Linked DNA regions of Mus musculus: region 2 is linked to region 1. The links are chromatin contacts, called in public Hi-C maps. All regions are on one chromosome and are shown on one strand. The core of a region is the stretch at or near the end of the contact, and the rest is flanking DNA. Distances in the headings are between cores, read along the strand shown. Region 1 holds the start of Epha3 (Eph receptor A3). Region 2 has its middle 94 kb from the start of Epha3.

What was found. A called contact is a pair of places that touch in the nucleus more often than the background predicts.
Region 2: a contact with region 1 is called in a Hi-C map of tail fibroblasts, with 2.2 times the contacts expected there. The contact joins the enhancer-like site here to the promoter of Epha3 in region 1. A contact is called at or near these places in 2 of 39 promoter capture datasets (embryonic stem cells and hippocampal neurons), 4 of 484 Hi-C or Micro-C datasets (adipose-derived mesenchymal stem cells, cortical neurons and tail fibroblasts) and 1 of 9 other capture datasets (liver).

What each region holds. Positions count from the first base shown.
Region 1 is chr16:63,862,080-63,867,042 of GRCm38.p6, forward strand. It overlaps Epha3 (Eph receptor A3), which reads right to left and starts at 2,096. Exons shown (of 17, transcript NM_010140.4): 1 at 1,881-2,096. The coding sequence starts at 1,968.
Region 2 is chr16:63,955,820-63,960,374 of GRCm38.p6, forward strand. No RefSeq gene overlaps it. Among named protein-coding and RNA genes, the nearest start is that of Epha3, 94 kb to the left of the region's middle. Within about 2 kb of position 2,497, at least 67 of the 459 cell types and tissues checked have an H3K27ac peak or open chromatin away from gene starts, as enhancers often do. A contact at or near this core is called in adipose-derived mesenchymal stem cells, cortical neurons and tail fibroblasts, where this site is marked.

The sequences.
Region 1 (4,963 bases), core at 846-3,345:
ACTATTCAATTATACATATATAAAGTGGTTTAATGGTAATTAAGATTTAATTATACTTATTACATTAAATTAATAGGCATTGCTTTTATATGAGTATGAATAAAACTAAGGTCATTATTATTATTATTTGCAATTTAAAGTGAGGTTAAGTTGACCATAAACGTAAGTTCATCTCTATCCTACACATCACTAATTCAGTGAGATCATTGTCTGGGTAGTCCGTACACATTCTATTTGGAAAAAGACAACTCAGCAAAAATAAATAAATAAATAAAAGTGCCAGTTATATTATTTTCTAGTTATTGTTAGTATTTTAATATATTGAGAAAAATATTTTAAAAGAATTTAACATACTGCTGTGTTACTCATGCGCAGATGACCACTCAGGATGACCTTTCTTTCAAGAATGGCTGATGATTATTTTTAAGTGAACATTTTAATTTGTATTACTAAATAAGTGATTTGTGGAAAAAATCAGTTTTCCCATCTTCATGATGAAAAGAAAAACAAACAAACAAACAAACAAAAAACCACTACTTCTCTACTGAAAAGCAAACAAAAAATAATAAAACCAGTCAGACTGATAAAGGCAGCCAAGGCACTAAGGAAAGAAAATTAAACTGTCCCATTAGCGTGAAAGTGGGTCACCAAACATGGGAAGCGGTCTTTGTGCTAATGGGTTTACATACATTTTTCTTTCACATGGGCATAAGCATAATGTCTACAACATTGGCTCTACAAAACGTTTTTAAGTGAGTGTTGTACAGCTACTGTGCTCCCTGCACTTCAGCTGTCCTCTATTGTTAACTTGCTCGATACAATTCTCAATGTTCAAAATCATTAAGAGGAAATTAAAGTTGTAAGTGTTGCTGCAAGGCAATCAATTATTCAGAGAAGTTGTCTTAAGAGTTTGTATTCACAAATCATTAAAACTAGATAATGAAAAGTCTGAAAAAAATATCATGAGTCTGCTCAGTATCCACGAAAACAAATATTCTCAATATTAGGTTTACACTTTGATCCATTGAGAATGCAAGGATGCCCGTTACACTGACAATAATTAATCCAGCATCAAGGAAATGCCGTTAGCTTTCCATGAGTGTTCTTTCTAATTTGCTAGTCTGTTATTTACTGTATCTACCCAGGAGCTAATTATCAATCAATCATTAAATGCATCCTTCTATGTGTATGAAAGGCCTTTTTACAAAAGAACCCAACTTAAGCTCACTGTATATCCCTTGAACCATCACTGCTGTTAATAATGTGGCATGCATATGCTACCCATGAGAACCTGTATCGCTGAGCACAGCATCGCCCGGCGGGATCCACAGCACTTCAATAAGGCGGTTGTAACATAAACACATGCACACACGCGCGCACTCAAACACCTCGGGTCCAACGAGCCCCCTTCTCTCCAGTCCATTCATAAGTGCCAAAGGGTGTAAGCAGGAGCAACCTGTCATTATCTTTAAAACACACCGCGGGGATCTCAAGAGAGGCTAGCCTTTTCTTTGAAACTTCTCAAAGAACCACATGGTCATAATTAGAAAATAAAATACTGCCTTGGCTATTTGGCAATTAACAGTCTGGGTTGTTAAAAAAAGAAAAAAAGAAAAAAAGAAACCGAAGGTTTTCTTTCTTTCTGGTTCAAATTGGTAAATGTGGTAATCACTTGAATCGCTCGCTATCAGATTAAAAACAGATTTATTATTATTTTTAAAGGTTTCTACAATCCCAAGACATCCCCCAAAAGTGTTTTGGGATTGCTACTGGGCAAACAATCTTTTCGCTGCCACTGCTTTCTGGGCATCTCAGGGAACAGCGCCGTCCGGGGGCTGTGGGCTCCGCTCCGGCGGGAGCGGCGCGGTTACCTGGCTTACCTTCGTTGGAAGGCTGTGGGCTCAGTTCTCCGGAGCAGCTGAGGACGCAGCAGCCGAGCAGGACGAGGATGGAGAGGTGACAATCCATGTTGCTGGTGCACCGGGCAGTGAGAGGAGCATATCTCCGCGAAGCATACCACTGATGTGAGGGGGAGCGCTCTGATTGCTGGAGAAGTTACCATGCTCCGCTCGCAGTCTGATGTCAAGTTTGACACTGGAGATAAGGAGGAGTCTGGCTGCCTTTCTGCGAACCCCGCTCGGGGACTTCTCTGGGTCCTAGTGCCGTCGCCAGCGGGCGCTGAAGAAGAGCAGGGCAGCCCCATGGCTGGCAGCCAGCTCCGTTCCACGGAGCTGCGGAAGAACGCAGAGGGGTGGAGGTCGAGAGTGTTGCTGGTGGGGTAGGAAAGCCAGAAGATGTGCTGGGACAGCGACAGCGACGGAGAGTCTTGGGAGCCATTCCGTTTTCACGGGAAGGCAGCTATTTGTTTGCTATACTTGATCAGTTGCCTATTTCTGAAAGATCCCTATTAGAGGTACTGTGAGTTGAAACTAATGTTCAAAAAAGTAGTATTGTTTTTAAAAGTGGAAGACGTTCATTCAATTATTGTAGAACGACAAAGACCATTGCAATTAATCCGTTTACTGTGTTCTGTGTGTTCACAGTCCTCTTAGTGATTCAACAAGATAAAAGTAGACTGCTCAGTCTACCACATGGTATTGGGGCTGTTAAAGGCATTTGATACAGCAATCTCAGCTGAAACAGAGAGGTCACAGTCAGGTTCTGAACACTGGCAAATAGCCGTTGCCCTCCCAGGACAGGAACAATCCTAGCCAAAGCCATAGCTTCAGACTACCACTCATTCCATCGGATGGTTGCTGGATTTGCAATATAAATCGAAAGTCCTGAACAAGGAATGCTCCTGCCTACAACTAGCTAGCACTAGAACTTTCCTGTTTTGTGAGACTCGGAGATTAACTCATAGCTCCCTGTTCTGCCTTCCAGCTGCCACTAATCTGGGACTATTTGAAGGCTGCTCTTTTAACGCTGAAAAATCCAGTATTTCCTAGAGAACAATGTCCTTGGACTTGCTAAATTACTTTGCATGATGGTTACAAACGGTCTCATGCTGAACAACCTCACTGCAACCTACTTCAGCCATGTAATTTATCCAATTTCTACTTTAAGATCTCTTTTGAATTATCTTTGAAATAGGTCCCAGAAAATGATTCCTCACCAACCCTCTCAACCACCCATCCATCTCAGCCTATCCTGAAAAGGAGCAAGATGACTTCCTTACACGGCTTCAAAACGGAAAATTAGGTTGACAACGTTAACGCCAGTGATCAGTGTTAGAGCCCTGAGAAGGGAGACGGAGTAGGTTTTTAAGGGTCCTGATAATAAGATGTGTATTTCACAAGCACTCCACTTTCTATGACCCTGGAATTTAGGCTAATGGCTTCTGATACTCTTTGTTGACTGTTTGGTAAAGATGGGTTGGGTTGAAGAAGCCAGATGGAAGAGACTGATTCTGTTCACACTTCCTCGAGAGACTTGTCTCCCTAACTCCTTCTCACATTAGGCCACCAGAGGCTGTAGAGCCCACCAGTGCTAAATCTGACTCCATTGAAAATAAGGTTTGTTGACCAGAAAATGGAGAGAGTGGGGATTGCCTCATAATGTTTGCAGTTCCACAACAGTTACATTGCTTCATAGCTGGATATGATTTTTTTTTTTTACTGAGAGTTTGAAAGAAATGACATTTATTTCAGATTGCAATTTAAAAGCATTTGGAAAGGTCATGATGGTATGCTGGTCTTTATGAACGTATTACTTCCTTTCCTCTCACTATCCCATTATTTCTCTTTCACATCTAACATCTAACAACCACCTGGGATGGTGAAAAGGTTGTTCATGTTTGAACAATGTTACAAGTATGCAGAAATGGAGTTTAAAGCAATGCCTGAGCTAGGCACACTATGTAAGCTATCTAGGATGTCTCAGTTGTAGACTCCTTAATCCAAAAAGACAGCAGAAAAAGAGAGGTCCCAAAGCTGAGAGTGTAGCCCAGTTGGTAGAGTGCTTGCATGAGGACCTGAGTTCTACACCCAGTATTACATAGGCAGGGTGTGTAACACAGCGTTTGGAGGATGGAGGAAGAAAAACTTCTCATTACACACTGAATTATATGACATCCTGGGCTACATGAAATCCTGCCTCTAAAATAAAAAGAAGGAATGAATAAGTAAAAGGAAGGAAAGAAAGAAAAAGAAAGGAAGAAGGGAAGGAGGGACGGAAGAGGGGGGGAAGGAAGGAAGGAAGGAAGGAAGGAAGGAAGGAAGGAAGGAAGAAAAAAGAAGTTGCAAAGATTTATAATCTCAGGATTATTTTAGATAGATGTGAAAAGAAATTCAGGTCAACAGACAGACTAGCAAGTAAGATTGGAAGTACAGACATGATTGCAATGGATTCTTGTCCTCCCCAAAAAGTGGTGTTGAAATATAAGGAGAGGTAAACATTTAACAGTTCAAGAGTTCAGAAGACACTGTTAGTAGACAGAAGGAGCATAAACAAAATTAGAGTGATGTCCAATAGAGGGGAAATACTTTTAAAACCCCAACATGCATGCAACACAGTGTATTTTTGTCAGGAAGAGAGATAGCATCAGAGGACAGGAGGAAAGCCAGAGTTGATGGTGGCTGTTGGGGAAATATTCTCCATGGGGTAGACTGAAAATGGCATAGAATTTCCTTGCCACAAGTCAATGTGTTCGTAACCTATTCTAGGCTAAAGAGAGCAAACCCAAAAGCAGAGGAATAAATGGATTCTGTCTGAGGTTTAGGAAATTATTATCATCCCAGGATAAACCAGGGCTGTGTCACATGGTGTGGAAGGGCTGACAATCCTCATTGAAAGGGACACTGTAACCCAGACATTTTTGACTGAACCCACTGCTGAGTGAGGAAAAAGTCCAATACAGAACAGTTACATCGGAAGTCATTTATAAAGTAAAGCTGAGGACAGGTTAGGACTAGGAGCTAACCGAAAGAATGAGGACCTAGATGGGGAAGAAACTACATTTTGT
Region 2 (4,555 bases), core at 1,247-3,746, 94 kb after region 1:
ATGATAAAAATATAGTTTATAATGTATTCTCACTTTGAATAGTAGGGGTATACACTTAAGAGTGGTATAGCTAGATCACTTGGTACTTCTAGTTTTGACTATTTTTAGGACTATTTTCATTGTAATTGTGCTAATTTGTTTTCCTAATAGTAGTGTATAAAATTTCTTTTCTCTGGCTCTTTTCTAGTTTTCATTTGGTTGGTTGGTTTGTTTGATTGATTTTGTTGTTGTTGTACTTGTTTTATTGATAAAAATAACTGTTATGGCTGGGTTGTGATGGAATCTCACTATAGTTTTGATTTATAATTTTTGCTCATGGCTAAAAATAATAAACATGTTTTATGTATTTATTGGCTATATTCCCTTAATCTTTTGAAGTGTTTGTTCATTTCACTTGCCCATTTACTGATCAAATCATGTCTCATTTTGGTGTTAAATGTTTTGAATTACTTATGTATTCTGGATTCACTGTTGGATGAATAAACACCAAACGTTTTCTCCACTCATAGGATGTTTCCAATACAACAATCATTTCTTTTGCTGTGAAGAAAGGACAATAAATTGTATCTCAGACCTGTAGTAATGAAAACAACAAGGTGCTGGGACCAAAACAAATGTATATACCAGTGAAATAGAATAAAAGATCCAGAAATAATCTCATACAGCCACAGTCATTTGATTCTAAACCAAGAGGTCAAAAGGCCACAATACTAAAAAATCAGTATCAACAAATGCTGTCTGGAAAGCTGGGAGCTACACACAGGGCATTCGTATAGAAACCCTGTCTGTGACTGTACAAAATTCAAGTGAGAATGCATGGTAATACTCAATCTAAGAACTAGAATTTTGACCCCAGTAGAGGGAAGCACAGGTGGGATGCTTTCAGGTCTAAGTCTGAATAGGAGTGGCAGAGCTGACTGCCTTAGATAAGCCTCTTCTCACTATATCACAAACAACCACAGGCACCAACATACTGAGTTTCATTACGACTTTCAAATTTCTGTTTACTTGTGAGACCCTACATTGTGGGTTATTATTTGTCATCACGTGTCCCTCATCTAGAAACTCTTAACATTCTTTTAATCATACTCAGAAGCACTTGGTAGCATTTTGATAACATTACTTTTTCCTTCAAAAATATTAACACCATTTCTTCTAGAAAAAAATGTTAAGTAAGTTATTCGTAATATGTTTTCTTATTTCATTGTTTTTGTATGTGTGGGGTTTGTGTGTATGTGTGCATGAGTATGTGCATATGTGTATAAATCAGAGATTAAGCTCAAGATTCACCCACCTATTTTTTTTCTTGATTGTTTGTTTGTTTGTATGTTTGGTTGGGTTTGGGGTTTTGGTTGGTTGGTTGGTTGGTTGGTTGGTTGGCTGGTTGGTTGGTTGGTTGGTTGGCTGGCTGGTTGGTTGGCTGGCTGGTTGGCTGGTTGGTTGGCTGGTTGATTGGGTTTTTGTTTTGTTTTGTTTTTTGTTTGTTTGTTTGTTTTAATTTGAGATGGGATCTCTCAGTGGGACCTGGGGTCGTGGACTACTCAATAAAGGAATTTCAGGGATCCTTCTATCTCTACCTCTCCAGCATTGGGGTTACGGCATAGTCCTTTGTGTGTAGGTACTGATGACAAAATGCAGGTACCCTTACTTGTACAGCAATCATTTGAATGAGCTATTGTCCCAGACTATCCTTTTATTACTTTTTCAGAAACATAATGGGTTTTCATTTTATTTTTTCATCCTAGCTACATATCTGATCATGAAGTTGAAATTGAATTTTTCATCATATGTTAAAACAGCCCTATTTTATTGTTTGTCTATTACATTTTCTTGTATTTTGTGTGCATTTGTTTGTGGGAGGGCGAGGATGAGAGGAGGCACACACATGCCACGGTGCTAGTGCAGAAAACTACTTAACATTCAAATTTCTCCTTCAACCTTTTAGAAACTAGAGACTGTACTTAGGTTCTCAGACTGGACTTTACCTGCTGATCCATCTCACAAGCCTCTATAGGACAGTCTTAAAATCACCACAGAATACACATATCATATTTTTTAAAAAACTGAACTATATTCAAGGATATCAAACTACTCTACACTATATTTTGTTACATTTTCTGTTAGGTTTACATTGCATTAAAGGAAAAATGCATTTGTTTCATTGTCTTTAAAAGTACTTTTATGTTTTTATGATGATTTTTCTAAGCTATGAACAATAACACAGCTTCAATTGTTAAGCTCTTCTTCTGATATATTTTTTTAGCAGCTATTCAGAATTCTTACCAGATAAAACATCTCTAAAAATATAAAAGGAATAAGATGCTAATTCACATGGATTCATTTTCAATCAGAACAATTTATTGGAGAATTCCTGACATGGCATCAGGACAGAACGGAGGACTCATTGTTATGCTTCAGGACATGGGCTGTAGGAGAGCTCTCTGTGCTATTCTTTCCCTGCTCTCCCACCCTGGCAGCATCCAAACTCAGTGGTGTAATCCTGCCGATGACTAACTTCCATTGTGCAAAGAACTTAATTACATACTGTGGTTCAGTTCCTACTTTGCCAGGCAGTCGCTCAGCCATAAAAGAATGCTGTAGAAAGTAAGTGGGGAAACGCAAACGAAATTGAAAGCACATGATCGTAGTCAGGAGGCAAATAAGTACTTTTCAAAGAAAAGCCAGAATTCTTTAACTGGGAGCTGGATCACACTCCTAAAACAAAGAGGAGCTGGCATCCAAGGGGAAATATTTTGTAATTTCACTGAGTGAGCAACATTGTAACATTACTTGAGCTATTTTTACTGTTTTGATGACTGGTCAATTGGTGAAAATCATCGAGAAAACTGAAAAGGTTTTTAAAACCATAAATTTTTGAAAATGAATAATGATGCTTTTTAGAGGAATGCTCAGTGTATCTTTTATGGGGAGATAATTGATTTAATCTTTGATTTATAATTATAAGTAACAGGGAACAGGGAAGATAGATCCTATGACAGTGTATGAAGCAGTGTATGAAGCTGGGTAGGTTGAAGTTTGGGGGTAACTTTCTGCAACATACAGAAGCCCCGAGTCTGGTTTATAATATCAAGACACGATCTTTGAAATATTAATAGCTCTGTCTGTGAGAGCACTGATTTAAAGCATGTATCTATAAATAAAAAATGTTTAGTTTCACTAATGGTGTTGAAGCCCAACCTACACTTCCCAGGTAACAAAGACCTACCTAGAGGTAGCAATGCAATGTACCTCAAAATTAATTGACACTCACTCGTTTGTTTTAGCAAATATATACGTTTGTGTGTGTGTGTAAAATGTATGTCAGCACAATTCTATTTCAGATGCTAATCCCTGCATATTTTAAACCACTGAAGTTACTTTAAACACTGTTCTAATTGCATTTTTATAGTTTATTTTTAAATAAGCTCTATTATGTTAAAACGAAAGAGAGAAACTGAATTGCATGTTTTTCGAACTGTCACATGGTCTGATGACTGTAATATACTATGAGAGGGACAAACATGACATGACACACTAACAGTGTAAGACAAGGGCAGAGGACATTGGGAAGACACTGTCATGTCAGTCAAATCTGCCTGGGCTTGAGTTCCAGCTCCTGCTCCTGCTTGAGTGGACTTCTGGCTGTAGCTCCTCTCAGTGTTCCCTCTGATGTGTGAACCTACGAAGATCATCTATTTTTTCATATTTGGTAAAAATGGGACAAAACAATGGCATACACGGGATTGAGTAATTTAAATTAATGAGGAGTAACTCCCATAACTGTAGAGATTTTCACTGAGATACATCAATTAGAATGATAAAGGTATCACACTTAAGGGCTTTGATTTTTTTAAATTGTATTTTTAGTGTGTGTGTGTGTGTGTGTGTGTGTGTGTGTGTGTGTGTGTGTGTGTAGGAGTAAACTTGCAGGATTTGATTCTCTCCTTCTTTCATGTGAGTAGTGAGAATTGAATTTTTACAAAAAGTACTTTGACCTGATAGGCTGCCTTATCTCTCTTTAAGAACTTAAAAAGAATGAATACATAAAAAAGAATCAGGACTGGAGAAATACTCCATAATTGATGGCACTTCATGTTCTCCCAGAGTTTCGACACCCAAATCATGTGGCTTAAAACTGCCTATGAATCTAGCTCAACAAATCTGATGTGTTCTTCGGACCTCTTCAGCAACCTACCAACATACAGGGCACGCACAAACACACACACACCCACACACATACACACTCACACAAAGAGTGTGAGGGGAGACACAGAGAGAAAGATCATACTTACAAGATAACATAATTCATGGTAGACTTATGAAAATCAAAAATAACAATATTTATTTAAATCTACCTCTCCTCTTAGACATACAGTGAAGCAGCAATAGAAAATGTCTCTTAATATGCCAATATTATCCTTGAAGGAATTTTACAAAAGGATACAAAACTGCCTTTCGAAACAAACAAAAAGAACGGGAAGAGAGGAGGCTTGTTGTTCTACTGAAGACCCGATTGCCATGAAAGACACAGATGAGAGCAGACTCCCCAGGGAAA